Regions from separate parts of the Salmo salar genome. Here region 2 is linked to region 1. A link is a contact called in public Hi-C data. All regions are on one chromosome and are shown on one strand. The core of a region is the stretch at or near the end of the contact, and the rest is flanking DNA. Distances in the headings are between cores, read along the strand shown. Region 1 holds the start of rpf2 (ribosome production factor 2 homolog). Region 2 has its middle 21 kb from the start of LOC106607744.

What was found. Hi-C and Micro-C count contacts between places; a contact is called where the count stands out from the background.
Region 2: a contact with region 1 is called in a Hi-C map of muscle, with 10 times the contacts expected there. The contact joins the enhancer-like site here to the promoter of rpf2 in region 1. A contact is called at or near these places in 3 of 3 Hi-C or Micro-C datasets (blood, gill and muscle).

Annotation. Positions count from the first base shown.
Region 1 is chrssa06:59,989,091-59,991,703 of Ssal_v3.1, reverse strand. It overlaps rpf2 (ribosome production factor 2 homolog), which reads left to right and starts at 1,310. Exons shown (of 10, transcript XM_014205022.2): 1 at 1,310-1,424. The coding sequence starts at 1,402.
Region 2 is chrssa06:60,071,336-60,073,948 of Ssal_v3.1, reverse strand. No RefSeq gene overlaps it. Among protein-coding and RNA genes, the nearest start is that of LOC106607744, 21 kb to the left of the region's middle. Within about 2 kb of position 1,323, at least 2 of the 13 cell types and tissues checked have an H3K27ac peak or open chromatin away from gene starts, as enhancers often do. A contact at or near this core is called in muscle, where this site is marked.

The sequences.
Region 1 (2,613 bases), core at 61-2,560:
CTGCACATAAATATATGGCATTAATAACGCAAGTGTTAGGATCAGGTCTGATGCATGACTGGTCATGATTCAAGATGTAACTTCAAATGTTTAGCGATTAATTTAACAAGGCCCAACGCGACACATGTATTGTTTGCTAAAACCAAAACATGGTCCCAGGACCGAGTTTGGGAAACCCTGCTCAAGAGGATAGGCAGTCTCAGCAAGGCGATTATGCTGCAAGCAAAGGAAGTCTGCTGGGGACAGCTATTGGTTAAAATGTGCACCTACAATATCTACATTTTATTTGCATTTACATTAATATAATTCGCCCTTTCAGATCTCGGAAATATGTCCTGTATTTTATATATACTAATATATATGTCCTGTATTTTGTATATACTATCATTCATTAATGTATTTAAGATACACATTTAAAATAAATCGTAATGAAAACAAGTTCAGAGAGTTTGGGTTGGTGTTGGGTTTGAGCATAAATTTAAAAAAAATATGAATTTAGTAATCGATTACTTTACCCCATTGTATCCTGTGAGATTGCTCAGGGAGTGTCATTTCAGCGTGTGCCATCTTGGAGTTTTTGGAAGCATTTCATGCGCAGTTTGAGCTACACTAGGCTCAGTGCTGCACTCTCTGAGTGTCTCAAATTGGAGGGTGACCGAGGTACTGCAGGCTGCCATTAGCAACTAAATTCTCCTTATAACGTAGTCTGATGTTAAAGTAATCGGTTCAAGAACACATCTCATAAAATAGAAACAATTAATGGTACCATGATTGTGTTCTAAAAAAAAATATCCACGAATATTGACTTCGAAAATCGCCATGTGCACCCCAGTATCTACTTGCACATTCATCTTCTGCACATCAATCACTCCAGTGTTTAATTGCTAAATCGTAATTATTTCGCCACTATGGCCCATTTATTGCCTTACCTCCCTAATCTTACTTCATTTGCACACACTGTATAGACTTTTCTATTGTGTTATTGACTGTACGTTTGTTTATCCCATGTGTAACTATGTTGTTTGTGTCGCACTGCATTGCTTTATCTGGGCTAGGTCGCAGTTGTAAATGAGAACTTGTTCTCAACTTGCATACCTGGTTTAATACAAATAAAATCCCGTTCACTATAATGGAAATCCTGATTTCTGGAAACAATGCCTGCAGTACCGCCGTCGGCCTTCAACTTAATCCTCAATGCAAGGGGACAGTCGTTCTACCCTGGCGTTGAGTTATCGACGGGTTTATAGCTCTCTATCGTCAACCAATGGCCACCTGAGAGTACTGCACATGTATCCACTGTACAGAACGACGGATGTGACGCAAAATTAACCGCGACATTTTCCGTTGCTGTAATATTCACGTGGAGTATTTTGAAGCAAGCACACGAGTGAAGCCCTCAAAATGAAACAATACGGAGGAGTAATGTAAGTTGTGTTTTACCAACCAAAGTATATCATGCTTAATGTGGTTTTTACCCTTAACCTATAACTTTCGAGTATTTATGTAGTTAACGAAGTCACTTGCAAGGAAACTAACAATGTAACGTTAGCTATCTAGCTTGCCTAATAAATCTAACTAGTTAGGTTTCCATCCAAATGGCGACAGATTTTCATGCGATTATACTGAAATCCGCATAAAAACAAGATAAGCATTTTTACGGCCGGAGATAATTCAATTACATTGATTTATGGATAAACTGCTGTGCGTGATGACGCAGTGCACATAACAATGCATCGCAATTGCAACTCCGCTGATTTTTCTCACATATGTTGCGTTAAATAGCTAGTGTGCCCACTCTGGTATTGGCACATGCACTCTAGCCAAAGGTTCGCAGATACAGTGCGGACATGGCGAGGTTATTTTTTGTTAAAACGGCAGCCAAGTATCTGGTCATGTCATTAGAATTAGACCATCAATATTTATTGGAAAGGTGCATCAAGCTCATCACCTTGCACTTTCACCACCCTGTTAAAAACATAATGTATTTCATCTGTAGGAAAGTTTACCAACATGTTCTGTTTCCATCAGTCCTGTCTTGACTTATTTTTATATCCGACATGTAACTTACATGCTGACCAAACCGCTCATCCAGCCTCTCCTCATTGTTTTTTAGGAGCATATACCCACGTGGGTGATTGAAAGATGAATTTAGGTCCACTCTCCGGTCAGTTGTAGTAATGCTGTAAAGTTGGTTACCAACTGCCATAAAGTCCAAAGAAAAAAAGAAGCCTGGAGTAGAGATGATGAGAAAGGAATTCGGTTTACTGTTTTATCTGTGGATTAATTGTCGGAGTAGAGGACCTTGTGCATTTATAGGTAAAATAACAACCCAATGTTTATATCCCAGAACAAATCTGCTATCAACAGCAAGCTAGTTAGCTAAATTGCCATACATGTTTAATGCTTTTCGACCTGTCCATAAATGAAAAATAATTGTTTCAGAGTTTGATATTTCAATCTGCGTGTCCTGATTGTGTCTGATGTGGGGATACAAAATCAACATGCGTGCGTGCTGTCGCAAAATAAATGTGCACATGCATGTTATTCAATCATTGCACCCACACTGCTCAGGCGCTAAAGTAGAACTTGGTTCTATTTGTGATGCTTGACACG
Region 2 (2,613 bases), core at 74-2,573, 82 kb before region 1:
CCTTCTTATAATCTAGTATCAACAGATTTTGTCACTTGATGATAATAATAGAAAATCCTGTCCTATGCCCTTACGAGGCAGTGTTTGTTTTTGGTTCCTATGTTGAGTTTGCCTTCATATTGCAGTGCCCTCCGGTAAGTGTGAGGGCATTGGGTGGAAGTGAGGCCAGGGTCACTCTGTGTAGTAGGGCTGACATGAAGGAGGAGAGAAGTGACTGTTGCGTTGTTGGAATGATCTGACACGTGATGAGGTCTGATCAGGATGAGGGAGATAAGAGGTTATGCTAAGGTTTGTTTGAGGTCGAGGGTTAAGTTTGGGAGAGGCCCCTGCTGTTGATTTGGAGAGCAGTTCTCGGAGCCTCAGTAGCGGTGTGATTGGTGGGAGTACTGTGAGCTCTGCTGGGATGACGACGAGTATCCCTGGGACTGTGTGGAACCTTGGACGTTGCTTTGGTAACCAAGGCGGGAGTTGGAGTGCTGGAGAAGAGAAAAGAATGGAGAGGAAATAGTAAACCGTTGATGGCTAGAGACCCCTGTCATTAATTATTTATCAGTCAGCACCACTGGAAAATACCTTTGTATATTTCAACCTTGCATGGGGTTTGAGAATAAATAATTCAATAACTGTACCTTGGGAGACCTTGAGGGAGGGGAATGACTTTTGTTGGCAATGTTTTGAATTGTAAAGCTGGCTGAATAATTTACAGATCAAGTATGAGTCCTATAGAAAAGCATGACGCATTGCCACAGATCTGTAGTGTGTATCAACATACCGCTGTGGCTTTTACTTGGCATCCAAAGATGTGGTCTACTTCTCACCGATTTAAAACAGAATCAGCAAGAGACTACCAACCCAATTCGGAGCAATTTACAGTGCCATGACAATTCTATATCCTAAACAGTATACTGTGTATCACGCGACATAGTAAAACGTGCACGAGCGGCTGATGCCAAAAACCCGCTGCATGTTTTATTGTTTGATGACGTAAAACCAGGACCGTTTCTTTGTGCTCTGTACTTTGCTCAGTGATTCCTATGATTGCTTTTGTTGGTCTGAATAAATAAATGATCTGGGGGACTGAGCCACCACATCAATAGATGTCAAAAGAAGGGCTAACTAACCACCTTATACTACAGCTGTAAAGAAAGCCTTCTCTGAATCAGATGACTGATTACGGACCGTGACTCACTCTAACCAGCTCAGACTGGGCCTAAGGCCAAATGTCCTAAAAAGGCAACAAAAAAAAGGCAGAAGTCACTGGCCTTCAGATGAGAAACCCTCCTTCTGAGCCACCAGAGTGGCCCTGAGGACCTGCTGCTGGACTGGTGCCCAGGGGGCTTGGGTAGAGGGGATGGGAGCAGAACGTGGCTGAAACTCCTGAAGTATGGAGACCTCGTAAAAAAACTACTCCCATACATCTCTGACTACAACCCACACATCGCCGCCTGTCTGGCAGTCTATCTATCCGCACTCACAGAGAGAGAAGGGGAGCAAGTGGTGCCCATTGGGATACCATAGCCTCGGGGAGAGTGATCAATGAGGAGAAATTAGGGCGCGGAATGTGACGCCACAATAAGCTAGCTCTCTGTTCCACTAGGTCTGCCCATCCAGAAAGGAAGGGGATATTTATACATCTGTTCTGGTGAGTCTTGAATTTGAAGAGCCCAGCAGCTGTCCACATGCAGCCTCAGCCCCCTGCTAAATATAGCCTAGTCAGTCAGTCAGTCTAGCAGCACCCCACACGGCCTGGGCCAAGCCAGGAGACACCTCTGAACAGACCACAGTTGAGGTCCGGACAAGGTCAGGGAGGTCACCTTTATCTCACCTTCCTCACACGTAATAAGACTCTCTCTTCCTCTCTACCACATTCTCCACTCTGTCCCCTTTATCAGTCACTACTCCAGTCACCCGAGCCACAGACTGTTCACTGTTACCATCTGGCAAGCGGTATCGGAGTAGCTTCTTCCACCAGGCCATCAGACTGCTGTCTCCCTACACAGACCTGCACCTTAGAGACTATCTGCACATTAGAGATGATTTGCACGGACTACTCACACACACACAGTCAACTCTGCTGTTCTAATACATACTATTGATTCCACTACCCACTTTATACACTGAGTGTACAAAACATTAAGGACACCTGTTCTTTCCATGACAGACTGACCAGGTGAAAGCTATAATCCCTTCAACCTTGTGGAAAGCTTTTGACACCTTGTGGAGTCCACCCCCTCCCCGCCAAAAGATAGAGCAGGCGCCAAGAGGGGGAACAACAGTGATAGGGCAGCACAATGTTTTGCTTACACCTTTATCAGCAGGCTAGTGCGAACGAGAGGAAGGACACTATCACCCTGATATAACATGACCTGTAATTCCCACTAGATAGCACAATGCTCCGCTCCGGTCTGATTTGAGGCTGTTGTGTCTTTTCACAAGTGTTGCACGTCCCTGACATCCCCTGCTGTACGTATCTTTGCTCTCTAGTCAAATCATCAATAAAGGAACCTGTTGTTAATCATCAATAAAGGAACACTTGTTTCTTCGGGTCTCCCAAGGGCCTATATGGACATTTTGGATGTAGCAATATGTTAACATTTTGAATCAATGACATTT